3 separate regions of the Mus musculus genome follow, and regions 1 and 3 are each linked to region 2. The links are chromatin contacts, called in public HiChIP or PLAC-seq maps. All regions are on one chromosome and are shown on one strand. The core of a region is the stretch at or near the end of the contact, and the rest is flanking DNA. Distances in the headings are between cores, read along the strand shown.

Region 1 (3,601 bases), core at 1,011-3,510, 270 kb before region 2:
ATAGATAGATAGATAGATAGATAGATACATACACACATACATACATACATACATACATACATACATATATGGATATATATGGATATTAGCCCATTATTGGACCTATAGTTCCTAAAAACATTTTCCTCATTCTGTAGGCTGTCTGAATGTTGGGTATCTTAAAGGCAGATATTTGATGTTTAGCTTTTATTCAGAGATAGCTACTGGTCCAGATGATGTACCTGGCATTTTATATTCAAAGCTTCCTCAAGATCCTAGGCATTACAAAGCCTCAAGAAGAGAATTCTTTCCTTAGGAGTCATAGAGGTAGCAGGGGAGGTGAGGTTTGCATCTTGATGTGTCTGTGAGCTAGCAGGGAGTCTCCCTGGCTCCCTGCTAGCATTTGTGCCATCCAGTGGTTTTTGTTTTCTTTTAGCTTTATGAGACAGGGTTTCACTATGTCTCCCAGACTGGCCTAGAGCTGTCATCTAACTTCCCGATTCTTCTTCCTGGGACTGCGGATGTGTGACACTGAACCTAGTGGTTGCAGCGTACAGAATGGACAGCTGGGCTAGAGGCTGGTGGTGGCCTGGCTTTGGGACTCAGAGGCCACAGCTTTGAGGTGATGATTGGTGTTTTGCAAAAGTAGAGACAAGATCTGAGGACGGTGACCACAGGTTGGCTGTGGTGTGAGGCTGACATAGGCGGTGAGCTGACATAGGAGGAAGGGACACCCCAGCGGGGCAGCTGAAGCTGTGAGCTGAGGTTGGGGGTCACAAACACTTATCTCATCTCCTGTGCGGTTTTGTTGTCCGAATGCAGCATAGCCTGTGCTCCACAGACCTTATCTGCAGGCTTGGAAATCCCCTCAGTTACAACCTGCGTTGCTGCACCCAGCTGGGGCATGGGCTAATGAAACCTCCAGTGGTGGTTGGCAAACACCAGAAGTTGTGGTGTAAGGCAGGGGCTGGCCTTGACTTTAGCTGTTGCTAACCTGAGTATGGCAGTGTCACTGGGACAGTTCAGCTTGGCTTGCTTAGCCATCACTTCTACCATGTGCTTCTGAGCTCCCCTGTACCCTGGGTGGCAGGGGACAACTCTGCACTTCCTTCAGTTGTCCTGTGGAGTTCACTCTGGAAACACACACAAGAATTCCACAGCAAGCCGGGCGTGGTGGCGCACGCCTTTAATCCCAGCACTTGGGAGGCAGAGGCAGGCGGATTTCTGAGTTCGAGGCCAGCCTGGTCTACAAAGTGAGTTCCAGGACAGCCAGAGCTACACAGAGAAACCCTGTCTCGGAAAAAAAAAAAAAAAAAAAAAAAAAAAAAAAGAATTCCACAGCAGACAGTAGGGGGTGGCTACCAATGGGCCATGCACCCCATTTAATCGTGCTGAATTCATAAGATGGCAGCCGTGCAACTTTCCTGTCCTGATGAAATATGCTCTTCCTTTCCTCTGTACCTAGCTGATGCTGCAGCTGTCCACCTGTGTGTGCTGTGCTGCACTGTGCCCACCTGCCCATGGGCATCCAGTGATGCTGATATAGATGACAATCAGCTTGCTGGGGTGGTTGGGACTGGGGAATGTCGTCTGAGCTCCGTTGCAGGGAACTGACCATTTCAAGCACCTTTTCCTTGCGCCTGCGTCTGAGGCACTGAGTTTAGGGTCAGTCTTCCCACAGGAGTGTCTCATCAGCAGGGTGTCCTTATCTAAATGCAAAAGCGGATTCTGAGAGTTAGTGTGTATGGAGCCAGGTCATGCAGGCTCGTGCATAGGAAGGATGTGGGAGCTGGGCATACACTGGCCACTCCACATTTACAAAGGAAGCACTGCCAAAATGGAGCCCCACATCAAGTTCCTCACAGCCATAGGCTCAGGGTATGGATCCATGTGCTTTTCTTGGTGCAGGACTGTGGAGGAGAAGACAGACCATGAGGCCATGCTGGCCCTTCAGAGGGTACATGAGCAGGAGCCAGGGTATTTATTGCCTTTCACCCTCCCGTTTCTCCCAGCTCCTCTCTGCCCAGACAGGACAGCAGTGTGTCTCCAGGCAAAGTGACCAAGCCGTCTCAGACAGGCAGCTGGTGACAGAGCAGAGCACGTGTCTCCTCTGTGGTTTTAATCTTCATACTTCACAGGACCGCAGTCTGATTGATGGAATTTTTTTAAAGCCTTGCTTTCTGGAGGCTGGGAGCCTCCTCCTCACCCGCACAGAACATATGTGCACATATTCCCCGGGGTGGCGTTTGAATGTGTGCATCGTGTGGCTGCGTTTGTTTAGTGTGTGCCTCTCCCCATCTGAGGGGACCTTTCCCATGACCCTCGGCTTCCTCGGTGGGCTGTTCACTGCTGTCTGGGGTGGGGGCCCTTCTGGGAGCAGCCAGCCTCCTCCCACAGCCGTGCTCCAGGCTGATGGATCATCTGATGCCGCATTCTTCTTCCCCATAGCTGCCGGAGAAGGGGGGCAAGGAAGAGGAAAAGAAATAAAAGATCCCAAACAGCTCCCATCTGTTGCGGGAAGATCATAATGCTTGCATTTACCCAGCTTTTCGACTGAGGGGCTTCGAGAGTCTTATTATTTTATGAGCCCCCAGAGTACACAAAGTGCAGGCTGAATCTAGCAAGCCAGCTTGGGTCGGCAGTGGAGAGGGTTGCTGGCCAGTCACAGGCTCAGGATTCGCATTCTTCTCTTTTCCTGCCATTCTGATCTGTGCCTATCTTCTACCATCCTGCGTGTCAGCCTGGTCTTGGCCCCTGGACAAGGTTTCTCCTTGTCCTCTGCCAGTCTCTCTCTCCTCTAGGCACTTGACCATCTTTACAGGTCATGCTTTGTTTACATCTCCCTTAGTCTGAAACTCCCTTTGGCCTCCTGGGTATTCAAGGCCTATGATGGGTTATTCTGCGAAGTCTCAAACGCCAGTTCTGACACTTGAGTCTAGCCACTGGCCCACCTGAGTCTCTGGGTCCTCATCCCTGTGGGCAAAAGCAATGGCTATCCGTGTTTATGCCAGCAAATACTCAGGAAATACAGCCTCACCATTGCCCCTGTCTGTGGAGGTTCAGGTGGGAAGCTATTAGTAAGTCCCCTGTCACACACTGCCCAAAGAAGCCAGGTGAGGCCATACGAACAGGTCAGGGTAGCGACTGTGTCAGCAAAGTCCTCCTGTCATGTAGGAAAGCACTGGTAGCAAGCAGTTCAGTGTCCCTGGGCAGGGAAAGCAGCAAATCTGAGACCTGAGCTGAAGAAGGGAGCATGCTCCTCCTGTTTTGGGATCCTCCCTTTCCCTCTGACTTTAGAGGTCTCCACCGAGGGATCTACAGGATGGAGAAACTCAGGCCTGAAGTCACAGCCTCAGGAGAGTCTTCTAGAATTCTAAAATGCCACGAAAGGATGGTGGTGGGACCATCTACAGCAGAGGTTCTCAACCTGTGGGTCACGACCCCTGAATAGCACATATTTACATTACGGTTCATAACAGTAGCAAAATTACAGTTATAAAGGAGCAACAAAATAATTTTATGGTTGAGGACTCACCACAACATGAGGAACTGTATTAAAAGGCCACAGTGTCCGGAAGATTGAGGACTGCTGATCTACAGAGACCTAAAGTTGGACTTTGTT
Region 2 (3,772 bases), core at 39-2,538:
AGACCTCAGGCGTGTCTTTGTGGGATTCCCCAACCCTTATCAGTGGCCCTTGCCTTCTTCCCACTGCCAACCACCAACCAGCCACCCCTACCCCTCCAGACCCAGCCGAGTGCGCGCAGGTGCCCACTCACTGGCCAGGTGAAGCCGAAGGGGAATCGGATGGGGTTGCTGAAGGCGGGGTCGATGCCTGCGCCATCAGGCAGGCTGAAGGAGTCGACACCCAGCACTGGCGTGACAGCACTGCCGTAGGTGCAGGGTGGCTCCGGTGACACGCTGGCCTGGTAGTGCTTGAGGCATACGCGAAAGAAGGTCCTGCAGGCGCAAGGCGGGCCAGAGCCCCCGCGGCAGCAGTTGCGGTTCCCCAGCAGCCCCTTCTTGTTGACGAACTCCTGCAGCTTCAGCTCAAATACGCCGGAGCTCCAGACCTGCGCGGGGAAGGGGCGTGAGGTCGCGCCGGCGGCGGAGGGACCCGGGGGCGCGCGGGCCCTTGCTAGGACGCAGAGGCCGAGCGCACCTCAGCGCCCATCCGGAGCTGCCCGCTGCCGGGCAGCTCTCGGGGTCGTCGCTGCCGGAGTCACTTGGGGATGGACAGCTGATCGGCTGGTCCGACTCCCCTCCCTCCACCGCGCAGCAGCCCCGCCCGGCCCCCTACCTGGCACAGCAGGGCAGAGACCACGGCAAGGGCTAGCGCGCTCCGACGGCCCATGGTACCGCTGGACGCCCTTGCTCTCCTAGAGTATCCTCTTTTCTTTCTTCTTCAAAGACCCAGGGATGCCAGGAAAGTCTATATGACCCGAGGAGTACTGGCGGAAAGGCGTCTCTCGGCTCCAGGTGTGCTATCAGGGCCAGGTCGCTTCAGGAGGGTGCGGTGCCTTCAGCTAGGTCCCCGGCAAGAGCTCTACGAGGCACTGAGAAAGGACAACTTTCGGTTTCCTCTTCGTCTGGCTTTCAGTCCACGGAGAGGTGAGTGTCTCCTGCTTTCTGGTTTTGTCTTAAGCTTCTTCGCGGAGGGAAAGAGGAGAAAGGAGATAAGACACAGAGGGAAGAGAGCCCAGATGTTCAGCTTAATTCCCAAGAGAGCTTGCAGTGGCTTCCTTCGCAGGCCTATTAGGAAGCGGCGGTCTGGAAATCCCACCGGTGAGGCGATAATCCGGGGCCCCGAGGGGCGCGGTGGGAACGGTGGTGGCAAGGACTGCGGCGCGCGCCCTGGTTTCCCGGCCCGGCGTCACTCGGCAGCCGCTGCCGCTCCCAGAGTGTTCTAGACCGGTATCTCTTGCACTATCGCCAAGCCTCGCGTCTTCCTCAAGAATTCAGCCAATGCCATGCGAGAACACACACCGAGGACCGGAGGCCGAAGCGTGGGAGGCTCCGTGCCGCACCGGTGCTCTCCCGTGACCTGCCCTGGTCAGACAGGGTAACCGCGGGTGCACGCCGGAGGATCTGGCCCGGGCTGGCGCCTGCCACCCTTAAATCCTGCCGGCCGCTCGCATAACTAATGAGATGCAAATGAGCAGCCCCCCAATCTGGCGAGAGCTGTCACAAAGGAGCCACTTTTCCAAACCCTCCTCTCAATGGATCGCCAAATGGTCAGTGAGCTGTAAAATGTGCAACCCTCCTCCCCGCCCCCCACCTCCCCGCCCCCTAGTCCTCTCTGCCTCCGCCCTCGCCCCTTCGCCTCCCTCCCCCAGCGCAAAACCCGCTCATTTACATTCCTGCAAAACGTTCCCGGAGACGAACCGCTCTGCTCCCGGAGCTGGAGCTGAGGCCGCGTCGCCCACCGCCCCACCGCCACAGGCCCGAAGACCCTAGGCACGCTGGGCGGCCTGAGCCTCCCACTCGCGGTCACCGCTAGACTCGCTCGCAGGACGCGGCCTCCGGACCTTGGCGTTTCCAACACTAGCCGCCTAGGCTCTCCTCGTTTGTTCAGTCCTAGGGACTGAGGAACCGGGGAGAGGTTAGAGGCCCGCGTCCCTGCTGCTGCCCCTCCTCCCTGGCAGCCTCTTTCTAAGGAGGAGTCTCCCGGAGGGGGCGGGGGCGGGGTGCCCGGTAGGAAAGGGACCCTTGAAGAGGTGGGCAAAGGGTGGCAAGAGCACCCCGGCAGTTTGGGAAGTTTGGGGAGGTTAGGCACGCTTATACCTCTGGTGAAGCCTGGCGATTGAGCCTCGGAGAGTGCCGATGGGCTAGCGATCCGGGCCGGACACCCCCAGACACCGCAGTGTCCCGGAGCGCTGCTGTCTCCGTGTTGTCCACGATCACTGGAAATGGGGAATTGGGGTCCGGATAGTGTATTCCCTGAGCCAGCAGAGCCAAAAGCTAAGCTTACCCCTTTCCCGGTGTACACACCCTCTCCCGGGAGATTTTCAACCAACACCACCTTCACTGGTGTCCGGTCCCACTCTCCTGGGTATTCCCCTCAGGCCTCCCTCTGCTTGGTAAAAAGTGAGTTTGGTGTGTGTCGTTCGCGTGGCTGTCATTAAGGCAGTCTGTTATTGTGCGAGGCTGAATCAGTGGCTCTTTGTGCGCTCAGCTGTATGGTAATGCAGACAGCACCTGCTCTCTGCACAATGCGGAGAGAAAGAGCTCCCCTCCGCGCACGCCGCGGCCTCTGCGACAATGTCCGGCACATGTTTGAAAGACTCCCCCCACCTCACCCCCCAACACATAACCTTTACACAACCGTCACCTTATTAGGTTTTTACACATCCATCAGACACTAGAACTTTTGTTTTCTTTTTTTTCTTTTTTTTTTTTTAAGGGAAATGAGTTTATTGGGAGGGCCCAGGACACACGTATCACAATGAATTACCTAAACGGCTCCCCTGGTTACAAGCTCCAGAGAAAAGTAAATGGAGATATAGTCTCTGACTTAGCACCTAGCTTTGTGTTGAGCATGCCATGAGCTGTATATTCCCATCTTTAGAGGGGCCTCTTTACTCCACCCCCACCACCTAGGCAGCTTCATTAGAATCCCGAGGTGTGATTCTTGGAGCTAGTGTTCCTTTGATTGTAGCACAGCCCCTAGGGTGTACCTGACAGGTGTCCTCACTGTAGGTGTTGCTGTCCTGTTGGTGAGAATGAGCCCTGTCCTGGCAGAGTAGCTTGATCATTTAGGCCAGTATCTGGAGCAAGATGTATATAATGCACAGAAAGAGAGGAAAACCTTCGCATGCCCAGAGAAACACTGCTAACAAGAATCTAGCAGTTACTGGGCAGAATCATCTGTGTTGGGCCATCTGGCAACTGAAATTACAGCTCCTTTTCTGATGACCCAGCCTGCCTACTGCTACCCTGTCTCCCAAACACTTTCAAAGTTTCAGAATCAACAGGAATTTCTGCACTTCACGTCGTCATCGCCAACTCACAGACAATCAAAGAGTTAACCAAAAAGCCATGTGTATAATACTCAAGGCTGAGGTGAGAAAGGCAGGGTTAGATCCCACTTTTTAAAAAACCTGTTTATTATAGAACAAATGGAGGCTTCAAAAGATACTGACACCCCTAAGGCACACCCCCATGGCCGTGGCAAAAACAGTCCCTGTCCTTTGTAAACTGTGTAGGGATTTGCTACATCACCACAAGGCTGGGCTAGCTTGAATCCTAACTTAATCTTGCCACCTAGTGTTAGGATTCCTTTTTCACTAGCTAATGTTTCCTGGGAAAGTTACTTTCTGAGAACTCTGTTTCTCAGAGCTCTGAAGCTGCTCTCTGTTGGGACTTGGGAGTGGGACTCAGGTGACAGGGGGTTCCTACAGCAGAGGGGATTCAAAGAAGA
Region 3 (3,637 bases), core at 334-2,833, 430 kb before region 2:
AGATCCTATCTTTATACTTAGGAGTTGGTTGGTTTTTTGTTGTTGTTGTTGTTGTTTGTTTGTTTGGTTTTTTTTTTTCTTGTAAGCTACGAAGTAACTGGTATCCTGCTTTTGTTGGCCTACTAATTTTGAACTTTTGGGCCATTATACTGCATGTATTACCTAATGCTCTTATTTAAATGTGTCTCCCACAAATATTCCATATTGAACTCTGTCTTCCAAGGTGATGATGGTCTTAAGGCTCAGAGGGACAATGGGAGGTAATCTCGGTCTTGAATGTGGAACCTCCTTGATGCGATTGGTGTTCTTGTAAAATGAGACAAAGAACTTCTTGCCTTTCCACCCATTTATAAACCAGGAAAAGTCTCCAGACATGAAATCTAGTCTTAAGAACTGTGTGCATGCTTTCTCCTCCAGCCAAGCAAGATGCCTAAAGGAAAGACAGCCAAGGGAAGAAGGTGACCCTGAGCATCGCCGGTGTCAAGGACCAGGAGGCCAAAAAAGTGGTCAATCCTTAGTTTGAGAAAAGGCCCACGAATTTCGCCATTTGGGAAGGACATCCAGCCCAAAAGAGATCTTACACGCTTCATCAAATGGCCCCGCTACATCATGCTGCAGCGGCAAAGAGCCATCCTCTACAAGCGGCTCAAAGTCCCTCCTGCCATTAACCAGTTCACCCAGGCCCTGGACAGGCAAACAGCTTGCCCACAAGTACAGGCCAGAGACAACGCAAAAGAAGCAAAGGCTACTGGCCCCTGCTGAGAAGAAAGCTGCTGGCAAAGGCGACGTCCCAACTAAGAGACCACCTGTCCATTGAGCAGGAGTCAATATAGTCACCACCTTGGTGGAGAACAAGAAGGCTCAGCTGGTGGTGATTGCCCATGATGTAGACCCCATTGAGCTGGTGGTTTTCCTGCTTGTCCTGCCCAGGTTGGGGCGCCTGGTCCACAGGAAGAAATGCACCACTGTTGCCTTCACATAGGTTAACCCGGAAGACAAGGGTGCTCTGGCTAAGCTGGTGGAAGCTATTAGGATCAATTGTAATCACAGATATAACGAGATCCGTCGCCACTGAGGAGGCAACGTGCTGGGCCCTAAGTCTGTGGCTCGCGTTGCCAAGCTGGAAAAAGCAAAGGCTAAAGAACTCGCCACTAAACTTGATTAAATGTACACTAAGTTTTCTAATTACTAAATTACTTCCCAAAAAAATGTGGGGGGTGGGGTGATGGCAATTGTGGGCTTGGGGGGGGGGGAGGAATCATTTCTTACTAGTAGTTCTCATGTTGAAATTTATATTTCCCTTCTGTCATGGTTTAAGACAAATCCAAAAGTGTCCCTCCCGGTGCTGCCCGCACTCAGGGGCTTGTGCTGCAGGGCTTAGGGAGGCCACTCACGCGCGGCTCTGGGGGCGCGGGAGGAGAAGGCTGGACCGGGCGCGGCTCGGCCCTCCGCCATCCGGGAGCAGGCTTCCCAGTCATCCCCTCAAGGGAGCTTGTCGCAAGCTGCAATCCCTGGCAGCCTCACCGACCGTCCAGCCCACTTTCCCCGGAACTCACCGACCACGCCAGCCGCGTCGCTATGGTTACGGGGGAAAGCTGCTCTATTCTCGCGAGAGCCTGGCGTTACCTCACTTCCGGTCCCTTAGGCCGGAGTTGGTTCCCAAAAGCCCTCGCTTCCGGAGTACCACACTTCCGGGCGCGGCCTCTTTTCCGCCAGCTGGGGCGAGTTCCAGGCTGAGCCCGGGTGCTGCGGGTGCTGCGTGGCCTGCGGGGCGTGGCGGTGAGTTCGGGGTTGGCGACCTCGCTATTCTCCAGACACCTGCGCCCCCAGGGGCCTGTCCTAAGGTCCCTCTTACCGCTTCCCTCTTCCCACCCGCCTCCTCTGCTCCTCCCTCTCTGCTGTTCCCTACTCTTTATCCCTTCTCTCCTTCCCCTTCCCCACCGTCGGTTCCCGGGACCCAGGTGCACGAATCTTGGTCTGCGTGGACGAGCACCTCGGGTCACGCCTGTCACCCGTACCTTCCCAGCACAGCGACTGCAGATGAGGGAGTCCCCGAGTTGAGTGCCCCAGCGATGGCTACTCCCTGGAGGCGCGCCCTGTTGATGATCCTGGCGTCCCAGGTGGTGACCCTGGTAAAATGTTTGGAAGACGACGACGTCCCGGAGGAGTGGCTCCTTCTGCACGTGGTCCAGGGCCAAATAGGAGCCGGGAATTACAGCTACTTGCGGTTGAACCATGAGGGTAAAATTATTCTCAGGATGCAGAGCCTGAGAGGGGATGCGGACCTGTACGTGTCGGACAGCACTCCGCACCCGAGCTTCGACGACTATGAGCTGCAGTCTGTCACTTGCGGCCAGGATGTGGTCTCTATACCGGCACACTTCCAGCGACCGGTCGGGATAGGAATTTATGGACACCCCTCTCACCATGAGAGCGACTTTGAGATGAGGGTATACTATGACAGAACTGTGGATCAGTACCCATTCGGAGAGGCTGCCTATTTCACTGACCCAACAGGAGCCAGTCAGCAGCAGGCTTACGCTCCAGAAGAGGCAGCCCAAGAGGAGGAATCAGTTCTCTGGACGATATTGATTAGCATTTTGAAACTGGTGCTTGAAATTCTCTTCTGATCCCTTGAATATGCTGGAGCACAAACCCTTATTTTCACAGAGCGATTACAGTTTGCTGCGAACCTAGCTACTTGACCTGGTGAAACTCTGGTTACTTTTTTCTAGACTAGGATGGAAAAATAAAGCCATACAGTTTTGTTACCTCAGTTTACTCCCCAAGCAGGAAAAGCAGCAAGCACAATATTTTAGAGATTAAAATTCCTATAAAAAGGAGTCTGCTCAATAAAATGTTTAAATGCATTTTGGTTAGTCAGGTGAGTAAGAAGATTACAGTAACAGGCTGTATAAATCAGATTAAACTTTACTGCTGGTGCAGAAGTTGATGACTGTAGAATTTATAGACATTTAAATGAAGTACAGCACTTCGAGTTTTAAAGTCTTTAACATTTTAAAGCCAGGTGGAAAATGCAGTGACAGGTTCGCTCTTCCCAGAGCCTCTGCACAGTAGGGGTATGGTACCTGATACCCAAGCAAGCTCTCCTGGCAGCAAGTATTGACAAACTGTTGCTGTGCTGGTGATTTAGAGTCCAAATCCTGTTGTACCAGATCTTGGGCCATTTGCCCTTTCCTCTGCTTAGCCAGATTGGAGCTTTCTGGTTATTAGGTAACTATGATACTACCTAATCAGGTCAAGACAGAGTCATAACAAGTGGTAACTTTGTTATATTCAAGAAGAAATACTTCAAATTAAGTTGCTACTACCTCTTTCTGCTGATCTCTGGAAAAAACAACACTATGAAATTAAAGCCTGGGGAAATGAGCCATTTCTCTGACTTTGTTTCAAGGGTAGAAGTTGCTAATAAAGAAATAAATCAACTTGATGTTTAAGGTCATCGTTAATTTCAAAAAAGTTTTTATTGGCATAAAAATGAAAGTGTTGTAAATAAATTGGCACCAAATATCCCAAACATGAGGGTCAAAGCCTATTTTACCCCTCTTTGCTGTTTTTCCCCCTTCTGCCCACTTTCCTGGGTGTTGGGGGAGCTCGCTGACAACAGTCACAAATC

Evidence for each region. HiChIP or PLAC-seq counts read pairs in DNA pulled down with a chosen protein or histone mark.
Region 1: a contact with region 2 is called in an H3K4me3 HiChIP or PLAC-seq map of neural tube, with 9 times the contacts expected there. The contact joins the enhancer-like site here to the promoter of Dll1 in region 2. A contact is called at or near these places in 12 of 39 promoter capture datasets (the C10 cell line, the HPC-7 cell line, the SN4741 cell line and 8 more), 1 of 15 datasets of contacts at CTCF or cohesin (the NIH/3T3 cell line), 4 of 484 Hi-C or Micro-C datasets (bone marrow-derived macrophages, embryonic fibroblasts and myocytes), 21 of 115 datasets of contacts at active chromatin or transcription factors (bone marrow-derived macrophages, craniofacial prominence, differentiating embryonic stem cells and 15 more) and 4 of 9 other capture datasets (adipose tissue, liver, macrophages and 1 more).
Region 3: a contact with region 2 is called in an HNF4G HiChIP or PLAC-seq map of pancreatic cancer cells. The contact joins the promoter of Wdr27 here to the promoter of Dll1 in region 2. A contact is called at or near these places in 8 of 39 promoter capture datasets (the C10 cell line, cranial neural crest, hematopoietic stem and progenitor cells and 4 more), 1 of 484 Hi-C or Micro-C datasets (liver), 3 of 115 datasets of contacts at active chromatin or transcription factors (bone marrow-derived macrophages, extraembryonic endoderm stem cells and pancreatic cancer cells) and 3 of 9 other capture datasets (adipose tissue, liver and macrophages).

What each region holds. Positions count from the first base shown.
Region 1 is chr17:15,106,676-15,110,276 of GRCm38.p6, forward strand. No RefSeq gene overlaps it. Among named protein-coding and RNA genes, the nearest start is that of Gm35203, 22 kb to the left of the region's middle. Within about 2 kb of position 2,261, at least 102 of the 459 cell types and tissues checked have an H3K27ac peak or open chromatin away from gene starts, as enhancers often do. A contact at or near this core is called in bone marrow-derived macrophages, craniofacial prominence, hematopoietic stem and progenitor cells and 4 more, where this site is marked.
Region 2 is chr17:15,374,535-15,378,306 of GRCm38.p6, forward strand. Dll1 (delta like canonical Notch ligand 1) reads right to left here and starts at 1,289. Exons shown (of 11, transcript NM_007865.3): 1 at 653-1,289; 2 at 132-425. The coding sequence starts at 706.
Region 3 is chr17:14,941,541-14,945,177 of GRCm38.p6, forward strand. Wdr27 (WD repeat domain 27) reads right to left here and starts at 1,584. Exons shown (of 25, transcript NM_175173.3): 1 at 1,557-1,584. 1600012H06Rik (RIKEN cDNA 1600012H06 gene) reads left to right here and starts at 1,644. Exons shown (of 2, transcript NM_026451.2): 1 at 1,644-1,779; 2 at 2,027-3,637. The coding sequence starts at 2,073. The coding sequence ends at 2,630. It overlaps Phf10 (PHD finger protein 10), which reads right to left. Exons shown (of 12, transcript NM_024250.4): 12 at 3,454-3,637. The coding sequence ends at 3,559.